Linked DNA regions of Mus musculus: region 2 is linked to region 1. A link is a contact called in public promoter capture Hi-C data. All regions are on one chromosome and are shown on one strand. The core of a region is the stretch at or near the end of the contact, and the rest is flanking DNA. Distances in the headings are between cores, read along the strand shown. Region 1 overlaps Gm4792 (predicted gene 4792). Region 2 has its middle 44 kb from the start of Gm32827.

Region 1 (5,383 bases), core at 945-3,444:
CCCCTAGTAACTCTGGTATCTATCTCCACCTTTGGAGCAGCGACTGCCATGAGAGGCCTGGCAGCTCATTAAAACGCACAGTAAACAAGCAGACAGGGAACACTCTGTCCTTGTACACAATGAATAAGTGGTCTCCTTAGACACAAAAGCCTGCACCCTCCTCTAGGGAGTGCATCGACCATTTAACAATTCCTGCTCTCACTGGGTTGGCAACTCTTTGTCTGTCTGTGGAGGAAGGATAGATCTAGAATTAAAGCAGGCAGGGAACATAATGTTTGGCTAAATAATAAGTTTTTCTTATGAAGATTTTTTTTCCCCTCTCAGGAGAGTAATGCATTTAAAGAGAAGCTAAGAGTTCTATTTGTCTGGTTACTGACAAGAAAAAAAATATCAAACAGGACGAGTTGCTATTAGAACAAAAAAAAGAAATAAGTTAACTTGACACCTCTCTTCCCTCAAAGTCAATAAATCCTGATTGATCCTATATATTGAACAAATATGTATTAAGAACCTACTGAGTGCTGGCTTTAGTCCTATTAACAAGTTACAGTCTTTTCTACTGGGGAAATTCCTATGCAGAAACGGCTGGTATACCTGGGGATAGAGCTCAGATGGTAGAGTGCTTGTCTACCATGCTTGAGGCTCTGGCTTGGGTCTTCAGCACCCCAAGACATAAACAGAATAGTTAGGTATACCTGTGAGTGGCAGAATACCTGCCTGACATGCACAAGGTCCCAGACTCAGTCCTCAGCACTGAAATACACACACACACACACACACACACACACACACACACACACACACTCACACACACACACACACACACACACTCACACACACACACACACACACACACACACACACACTCACACACACACACACACATTGGTCTATAGCTTAACCTTGCTTCTAAAGAAAGTACAGAAATTGAGGCATTCTTACTGTTTGATACCTAAACAGGAAGGAGCCATATCTTTTGAGCGGTACATTATTGTTATCCCCTCAGGTAGGACTGTGTGGAAGAACACAGGCATGCAGCTTGATTAGTCTGTAGGAGTTTATGGGACAGCAGGGAACCTCTTACCTCAGAGCCTGGTTCTTTGAAGCAGGAGAATCGGGCCCCATAAATTGTCACCTGACAAAACGAGAATATTATATCGACAACTGCCGCCATTAACTTGTAGTAATAAAGTGATTTCCAGCACAGCAAGGGGATACATTAAAAGTCATGGTGGAAAAGGTGGAGGGAAAGGAAAGGGGACTTTTGAAATTATCCAGTGCTTGGTTGTGGTTTGGGTATAAGTGTCTACCAGATGATTTATGTGTTAAAGGCTCAATCCCTGGCTGGCTCCTCCAGTCACTGAGAATTGACTGGATGCTGTGAGCTCTGCCTTCATCAATGGGCTAATCCACAGACAGATTCCTAACTTGATTATATAATTGTAAGGTAATGGAGACTTTCAGGGGTGCTAGCAGAAGGAATTCATCCCTGCAGACTCCATAATGGATGTATTTTCTCTCTCCTCTCCCTCCCCACTTCTCCTCTCTAATGGCCATGAGGTCACCCTAGGAAGCTCCCCGTCCAAGTCTCAGACCATGACAGAATCAAGAGATGGAAGACATCTTAGAGACCATCTGTTCTTGCCCATTCGGGAATATTCTCTCTCTGAAACCTTGGTCAAGGTGTCTTGACTCCTGCTTAAACACATACTAGTCACGCTTTCTAAAGCCCATTCTACACCAGCCACTCCATCACTGGTTATTGGAAAGGTCTTTTTGGCAGGGCACCAGAGTCTGTTTCTCTCTTCCCTCTGCCTGCTGCTCCATCTGTTGGGATCAGAGGAAACAGGGTGACTCACTTCAAATGACGGCCGACAATGAATGATATACAATTAAGCGTGTGGGCCCCAGGGGCAGACTGCATGGACAGAGTCCTGGCTTTGTGATTTTGGGCAATTGAATCTTCTTGTGCCTCAGATTCTTCATTTGCAAACCAGGAACCCTAATGCTGCCTATCCTTGGAGACTAGGATGGGAAAGGAAGCCTGCTACATATGACTCAGCAGCAGAATTGTCACCCTGATGGTCATGGGAGTCTGCTTGCTTGGACTAAACCTTTTTATTTCTCTCCTTATTCCAGGACTGCTTGTGCCCCTCCCCCACACAGCCCAGTGGCCAGGATTCCTGCCTAACTATATCCCAAGAATTGAGCCTAGGACTCTCTTTGGTCTGCTCTGGCTCATAAAAGCCAAGACGAGGTGAGGCACTCCTTTCTGTTTCTGCTTCTCCGTTCACTCACCAATTCACAAATGATTTTCTGCATGTGTGTTTGTGTAATAGAGAACTGTCCCTTTAAATGTGTGTGTCACAGATCTTGTCTCCTGCTGGGATTGCAGTGGCCTGAAGGCAGGGAACAAATACTGCCACAAAAGGCCTTAGGCTTTGTAGTACACATGGTCTCAGTTGCAACTGCTAGGCTCAGCTGACAAAGCATGAGGTAGCCTTAGACAAGATGAGAGATTTCGTTTACAAAGAGCAGGCCACTGGCTGAATTTGCTTCATGAGCCATAGTTTCCTAACTTCCAAGCTAAAGCATATTTTAAAAAATTGTTTTTCATCTCTCATTCCCTGTCCGGCTTTTTAGAAATGATTGGGATTATGCTGTGTCTGTTTGCTTATTTTTAAAGCATAAGCAGGAGGCTTTTTGTGGATCTGTATTCGACTTTACTATATTGGCTATGCACGTTCCTCTAGCCTTTCTCCTGTGTTTGTGTGTGTGGTGTGTATATATATATGGATGTGTGGGTGTATGTGTACATGTGTATGTGGGGGTGCATGTGGATGCATGTGGATGTGGATGTGTGTATGTGTACGTATGTGTATGCATGCATGTGTGTATATGTGTATGTAGGGGTGCGTGTAAGTGTATATAAATGTGTATTTATATATGTGCATGTATGTGTATGCATATGTGTGTATGTGTATGTATATATGTATGTGTGTGTTTGGGGGTTTGTACATGTGTATATACATATATATATGTGTGTGTGTAGTATATATGTGTGAGTGCATAAGTATATATACATATGTATATGTGTAAGCATGCATGTAGGGGTGTATGTGGGGGTGCATACAGAAGTCAGGGGAGATATCAGGCATCATCCCTTTCCATGCTCCTGTTTCCTTGTTATCTTGAGGCAGGGCTTCTCACCATCCCTAAAAGTTCCTGTTTTGGTTAGGCTGTCTGTACACCGAGCTCCCAGGATCTCCACCTGCTTTCCTGGGGTTGGAACCATGTACAGCTATGCCCAGCTTTTATGTGGGCACTGGAGATCCAAACTCAGACACAACAAACACCCTTACCCGCTGAGCCGTCTCCCCAGGACTTTATGAAGATCTACTAGAGCCCTCCTTCTGCCACTGTCCAAAATAACCCCTGTCTCTCTGTGTCTCTGACTATGATAGGTGTACCTTTGATATATGTATCCACGTAATTGATAAAACGGGAAAGATCAGAGGATGGAGTTTGGAGAGTACAAGACAGGTTCCTGTGAACCAGGCGGGTTCAGGAATCAGTCGCATCACTTCTTTCAGGAAGCAGTTCTTCCAACTTCCCTCCTCCCAGGCCACCATCTCTGAGGATAACACAACCCTGAATGTGGTCCATGGTGCTTCATGGGTGCTCTGCAGGCACTCTCCTCCACTAGACTATAAGCTTGTTTCCAAGTGGTGGCACATAATAGGTGCTCAATAAATGTTGGCACCATGAGGAAATGAATGTGTGGTTTCATATATGTGTCTCCTTTAGCATATCTCCATCAAAACTTACTTCTTCTGGTGATAGAGGAGATAGCTCAGCCAGTAAAGCGCTCACCTTGCAAGCATGGGCACCTAAGTTCAGATCCCCAGCACCCACATAAAAAGCCAGGTATGCTGGCACACCAGAAATCTCAGCACTGGGGAGGTGAAGACAAGAGAATCCTGGGCGTTTGTGGCCAGCCTATCTAGCCAAATTGGCTCCAGATTCAGTAAGAAATTCTATCTCAAAAAGTAAACTGGAGAGCAATGGGGGGGAGATATGGATATTGACCTCTGACCTCCACATGTACCTGCGTGTACCTACATACACATACAAACACATACATACATACATACATACATACATACATACATACATACATACATACATACATACATACTCTCTCTCACACAGAGTGGAGAGAGAGAGAGAGAGAGAGAGAGAGAGAGAGAGAGAGAGAGAGAGAATTTCTTCCTGCTGTTTTTGAAGGGAGATTCCTGAGATTTGACAAAGTAATTGGAAACATGTTGCTGAGAGACCTTCTGGGAAGTTTTCTTTCAACAGAGTGTTCAATGTCCTTCCCACAAGGGCCTGAGTAATATGACAGCTTCAGGTGCCAGGGGGGAGAGATTTGGGCACAAAGAGGTGAGTTCTTTATCATCCCACTCAAACCTACCCCTTCACCTTCCCCTTATTGGGCCTTTGCTTACAGTTCCCAATGGTGTTCTGTTGTACTCATAGATCAGTGCCTAGCCCTATTGTCACCAGAGATGCGTCCTCAGACAGCTGATGATAACAGATGCAGAGACCCATAGCAAATCGTTAGTCAGAGCTCAGGGAAGCCTGTGGAAGAAGGGGAGGAAGGAATGTAGGAGCCATGGGGTCCAGGACTCCAGGAAAACATGACCCACAGAATCGACTAAGCAGGGGCTCACAGAGACTCAAGTGGCAATCATGGAGCCTGCATGGGTCTGTGCTAGGTCCTCTGCATTTGTGCTGTGGTTGTTCAGCTTGGATTATTTGTAGGACTCCTAACAGTGGGGTGGGAGTCCCTGACTCTTTTGCCTGTTCTTGGGACCATTTTCCTCCTACTGGGTTGCCCCATCCAGCCTTGACATGAGGGTTTGTGCCTAGTCTTACTGCATCTTGTTATGCTGTGTTCAGTCGATATCCCTGGGAGGCCTGTGGAAGAACAGTGGATCTGGGGAAGAGGAGAGACCTGGAGGGGAGGGACCGTGAGGGGAGTGAGGGATGCAATTGAGATGCATTGTATGAGAGAAGAAGAAATTTAAAAAAGGCCTAAACACTGGCCATCTGAAGAACACACATACATGTTTGGAGATTACAGATAATAGTAATGAGTCTCATCTGTGCCCCATGATACAGGCCTGGAAGACCTGTGAAGACTAAAGATTCTCCAACAAAGAAACTCGTGTCCTTAACTTTAAAATCAATACCATAGAATTCAATTAGCAGAAAGTTGCCTATCTTAAAACTCAGTATCTTTAGCGTACTGGCTGGGTTTTGTGTGTCAACTTGACAAACAAGCTAGTGTCATCGGAGAGGAAAGTGCCTCTTCTCAATT
Region 2 (5,612 bases), core at 3,064-5,563, 86 kb before region 1:
TGAGTATCAGCCATTACAAACCACATTACAAACCAACCCACCATCTGAGGTTCTAATTCAGCCAGTGTGGTACGGGCTCTGGAAAGTGCGGGATGGGACCTGGCAGAAAGTGGCAAGTCTGGTAGTGTGGGATTTTGCAAGGCTCCCTGGATGATTTTGAAGCCCCACCCCCTCCAGGCTTGGGGGTGACAAGCTTTCTAAAGGCAAGTTATGCTTAACCATGATCTCCTGTCTGGGGCGCTAATCCCAGGGGTGCTGATGACTACATAGGATTCACACAGCCATGGGGATTTTAAAAACATGTCCAATTCTCTATTCTGTAGTCTCCATGAATACGGATTTTGTTCTAAACATCAGACAGCAAGAACTCAGTCATGGTGCCATGGCATGAATGACTTTAACCACCACCAAGATGTCGTCTTTTTCCTTCTCCGTACCTCCTGATAGCACGAATACAGAGCTTACTGGCAGTGTGGGGTGTGGGGACCATGAAAGGAAGGAGTGGCTGGAATAGTTAAGGAACTGGGAGAGCCAATTAGCATCAGCTCCAGAATAACTCGGAGTGAAGACAGTTAATTTTTCAGAAGTGTCCCTTCCTCCGAGTGTGATGGTTTGTATACGCTCGGACCAGGGAGTGACATTATTAGGACTTGTGGCTAGGTTGGAGTGGGTGTGGCCTTGTTGAAGGAGGTGTGTTACTGTGGGTATGGGCTTTAAGACCTCATCCTAGCTGCCTGGGAGCCAGTATTCCACTAGCAGCCTTCAAATGAAGATGTAGAACTCTTCAGCTCCTCCTGCACCATACCTGCCTGGATGCCGCCATGCTGATAATGGACTGAGCCTCTGAACCTGTAAGCCAGCCCCAACTAAATGATGCCCTTTATAAGACTTGCCTTGGTCATGGTGTCTGCTCCCAGCAGTAGAACCCTAACTAAGACACCAAGAAACTGGTACATCCCATCTCTCTCTTTCCAGGATGGCTTCCAGGAGGTTTCGTATAAAACCATTCTGAAGGCTTTAGTGGCACCATTTCATCTCTCCATTTGTAGTATTTTGTCTTTTTTCTCCTTTCCTAGGTCCAGGTGCTTAATTTCTAGAATTTCGTACCATTATTATAAACCTATTCCTCAGCATTGTCGTTATGCACTTTAAAAGACTCTTTGTGTCCTTCTTGAGGAAGAGGGGGGAAGTCAGTCAAGCCATACCAGTGCCTTGAATCACATCTGGCCCAGCTCCCCCAAGCAAGCTCTTCAGAACCAGCCATTGCCCAAAGCTCTGCAGCACGCACGGTTTTCACTGGGGCTAATCCGGTATTCAAGGCCATAGAGGGAAAAATCACAGTCATTGTGGAAGAAACACTGCCTGACTCAGCTGTGCAGCCCCCGCAGTGCCACAGTGCCTCCAGGAGACACCTTGCCTCAAAGCTGGAACAGCCTGTCACCCTGACACAGAGCCTGTGGCTAGACAGGGCTGCCTAGTGTTTTCCACTCATCGGGAACAAAAGGACACTCTCCTAACTCTCCATCATCGAGACTTCCAGCCAGCCCGTGTGTGGCCCCTTGGGACAGGAAAGCAGCTGCTTCTGAAAAGACGTGATCTTTCTCCTGCAATAACCATTTCACAAGGTACAGTGTGAAGGAGAATGCTCCAGGGGACCCAGGACCCCTCTCCAGTTGCATTTAAAGGACAGTCGACGTGTAGTCTTCTCTCTACAAGGACACAGTTTCCTTTTCTACCACCGGTTCATGTTTTGATAGCAATGCAGTGAACATGCAAATAACCACAAGCCTTGTAAAACACCAGAAAGTTCTTGGGGGAAATCCCTCCTTTTAGCATAGTGGGGACCCCTGCGCTTACTGATACACTCCCTTGACTTCTTTTGATGAATAGTAGGCTCCTTCCATGGTGCCAGGCACAGTCAAGGTGCAGTTCTGGCTGCCCTCTTCCTCCACGATATTGTCTTGGGCTGCTCGGGATTCTTACCAAGTTGCTCTTCTGCAGAAGGCTCCAGTATTCAACCGCACACACACACACCCTTTTGGTTTGTATCCCCTACTCACTTCTCCAAATCCCTGTCCTCACCGTGGGTTCCCGTATGGCCCAGCCCAGACCCAGGGCTTGCCAGACCTACAGCCCACATCAGTTCTGAAGGACATTGCAGTGCCATAGCTGTAGGTCAACCATTGTCGCTTTGCCTCTGGTGGCTTTGCTCCCGGTTAACGGTCCAGAGATCCACCATCCGACTCTTTTCTACCCACTGCACCTGCTCTGTCCTATCATCTCACTCCAGCTCCCTCTTCACCTGCCTGAGCAGAAAGAATCTCAGCAGAGATCAAACACATTATCCCTCCACCTCTCTGCTCACATGCTCCAGAGCACTGGGGCTAAACAAGAGCAGCTGCAGCAGCCACCCAGCCAAGAGGACACAGCCAGAATGGCCACTGGTTAGAAGCACCAACCAGGAACACTGTCCTTGTCCCTCGTTATTCTGGAACGTGTAGACTCTGTATCAGGGTACTTAACACAAGCGCTGCCGTGAGGGAGAAGCAACGGCAGTGACCAGACAACCCTCACCAGGGCTTAGAAACTATGAAAACCAGTAACTGGGACTCTGCATGAGCAGAATCCAAAACAAGGCCACCGGAGGATGAGGGTGGCAGATGCCAAGCCTGAGGAGCTGTCCCGTCGGCAGCGATTATGCAAATCGCTGGCCTAGCGTGCTTTGATGGTAATGTACTCATCTCTCCAACTTCCAGCACACTAAGAGCGTGCATAGCTTAATGACGGGGACTGGATTGGAAGGCAATTGGGAGCTGAGAACAGAGAGTTTTGTCTCTCTATAATAACTCTTTACAGAAACGTTGTGTCAAAAAGCGCTATTCCCTGGGCTCCGGTTCAAAGGCATGGTCATCAAAGGTCTCAAAGGTGTAAGCGCTAATAGTGTTCTTAAGCCATGCATGTTGAATCTGTTCAATATGTGGGACCTACAATAACCAAGCCCACTGCAAGAGAATAAGTCAAGAACTGAATAAATTCAAACTGTAAGGTGACTCTGCCGACTTCTTTCTACTCCTTAACTCAGGCACCCCACCCTTCCTTGTATGGCCTCCTGACATAGTATAGTATCCTGAAGAAAGAGTCAGGCCAAAGCCTTCAGTCCTCTTTCCCATCACCCACATATCTGAGCTGCCCCAGAAAAACCTGGGGGGGGGTAATATTAAACCACAGACAAGACAGACAACTGCTGCACCCCATCTACTTAGTTCTGGGGTTTTAAAGACTTTTTAAAAATTATGTATGTGTCTGGAGCTATGTGTATCTGAGTACCTGCAGAGGCCAGACCAGGCTAAACTCCCCTAGTCATTTTGTTTTTACAGTTGCAAATAACAGAAAATGTAGCTAACAGTCAATGGCAGGCATAGGATTCTGTAACTGGGAATCTCTCTTCTTTGCAAGACATGAAATCTCAGATGGACTGTTTCGGAGATGCTGAGGGTCTGGGGGGTGGGGGTGGGGTGGTCAGTGATGGTAAGATGTGGGTGGGCCAGCATCACCAATTCTTTTTGTCCCACGCCTCACCATTATGAAATGGCCTCACCATTATGGAATGCTCTCACCATTATGGAATGGCGGCAGCAGCCCCAAGCACTGCATGTGAGCCTCGCTGCACTCAAAGCAGGAAGCAGCATAGACTGAGAGCCCTCCTCTGTTAAAGGATGAGAATCTCCCAGCATCCCTCAGCAGACTTCCCCTTCCATTTTAGGACCATTCAGGCACTCATGTCTGTCCCCAGGACTAGAGCAAGGTTTATATTTAAGAGATGCCTGCCTGGCTTCATTAGCAAGGACAGAAAGTATTGGACTTGGTAAAATAATCGCCTGCCTTGGAAGTAGCATCTCCAGAGACAGTAAGAGATGGGACCTTGGGGAAGTGACAACCCACCAAAGCTGTGTTGTACCTGGAGACCACTCACTGCACACAGTAGGTCTTCCTGCTGGGACACAGGGACGCCATCTACAACACTTCTCCTTTCTCTTTTGCTCTATACACACGTGTGTACTTGTTCCCTATGCTAAGCATACTGAGGCTGACTTCAACTGAGGCGGTATCCACATATGACCAGGGACTGCTCAGCTCTGCTCCCTCACAGCCACCAGTGAGGTCAAAGACACTCAGAAAGCCAGACACAAACCAGCCTCATAGAAAACAGACAGTCCCTGAGCAACTGTGCCTAGGGCCTGAAGAGTCCTGCAGGGTCAGTGGGGGGAGCGTCATGGTGACTACACCACAGGAATGTGCAGGCTACTGAAGAAGGTGGAGCCTGACAAAAAGGAAGTTGCCTTAGGAAAGACTGGAAGGGCCGAGCCTCTGCCTCTACCACTGCAGGGCAGGCAGAAGGCAGCATTTCAGGGAACTGACCCCAGACAATGGCAATGAGCCCCAGCCTGGGATGTGAGAATCTGTAGACAGACTCTGTCAACCTGGATGTCTCTGTTTTTCCTAACTGTGAAATGCAAGTGACACTGGGACGTTCCTCACAGCATTTGAGAAACAAGACAGACCGTATACTGAGGTATTAGGAAAATGTTTGCTCAATGAACGCCCGGCACGCTTGCCAGAGCAGTGTCAATTCTAGCAGCAGGCAGAGAACCAGGCAGCCACTTGTCACAACCAGCGTATTAAAGAGTTAAAGCTGCCAAGCAGAAAATCACCTCCCTGGCACTTCACTTCAAAGCTGGAGAGTCTGGCTACCTTCCTCGGCACAGTCAGCAATGAATCACCTCCAAAGCACACATGCATAATAAGGATAAAGTTTGATACATTGTTTTGGCTTATTTTCTGTATATTTTCCTTGTTAAACCTTCCAAAGAATCCAAAGGATGTCTATAATATGTATCCATCTTTCTTTAAGGTCAAAAGGAAAAAAAAATCCTTGCCCTGAGATCAGAGAGAGAGAGAGAGAGAATAAAGTCCACCCTTGGGCCATACTTCTTCCCAGCCTCCAGCCCTTCCCACTGCCCAAGAATTCTAAATTAACCTAAGCTTTCTTTTTCTTTACACTTTTCCCCACACATGTCTGTATCTCTAAAGAAGAAATCACTTAGGTTGGCTTTACTAACTTCTGTGTAAATGTGGGGCAGGACTGATACACTGTTCTTGCAGAGGACCTGAGTTTGGTTCCTAGTACTTGGGCTCATAACTGCCTGTAAATTCCAGTTCCAGGGGATCATATGCCCTCTACTGGCCACCACAGGCACCTGCACACACTTGCAGGAACTCACACATACATACGCACAAACACATATGCATACAAATAGTTAAAAATAAAATGACTACTTATGGGACTAGCCAGATGGCTCAGCAGTTAAGAGTGCTTGCTGCTGGGGGACTTTTGGGATAGCGTTGGAAATGTAATTGAGGAAAATATGTAATAGAAAAAAAAAAAAAAGAGTGCTTGCTGCTCTTCCAGAGGACCCAGGTTCAGTTCCCAACAAATACCTATATCAGATGGCTCGCTATTTGCCTGCACCTCCAGCTGCAGGGGGTCTGACGCTCTTTTTGGGCGCACCTGAACTCACGCGCACTCGCACAGACACACACATACACACACA

What was found. Promoter capture Hi-C pulls out the DNA fragments that hold promoters and counts their contacts.
Region 2: a contact with region 1 is called in a promoter capture Hi-C map of trophoblast stem cells, with 2.9 times the contacts expected there. The contact joins two enhancer-like sites. A contact is called at or near these places in 6 of 39 promoter capture datasets (epiblast stem cells, frontonasal cranial neural crest, hippocampal neurons and 3 more), 2 of 484 Hi-C or Micro-C datasets (bone marrow-derived macrophages and nephron progenitors) and 1 of 9 other capture datasets (pancreatic islet).

What each region holds. Positions count from the first base shown.
Region 1 is chr10:94,292,057-94,297,439 of GRCm38.p6, reverse strand. Gm4792 (predicted gene 4792) reads left to right here. Exons shown (of 3, transcript NR_033209.1): 2 at 2,140-2,257; 3 at 3,465-3,777. Among named protein-coding and RNA genes, the nearest start is that of Gm4792, 4.0 kb to the left of the region's middle. Within about 2 kb of position 2,194, at least 42 of the 459 cell types and tissues checked have an H3K27ac peak or open chromatin away from gene starts, as enhancers often do. A contact at or near this core is called in trophoblast stem cells, where this site is marked.
Region 2 is chr10:94,379,907-94,385,518 of GRCm38.p6, reverse strand. It overlaps a transcript of Tmcc3 not described here. Among named protein-coding and RNA genes, the nearest start is that of Gm32827, 44 kb to the left of the region's middle. Within about 2 kb of position 4,313, at least 66 of the 459 cell types and tissues checked have an H3K27ac peak or open chromatin away from gene starts, as enhancers often do. A contact at or near this core is called in trophoblast stem cells, where this site is marked.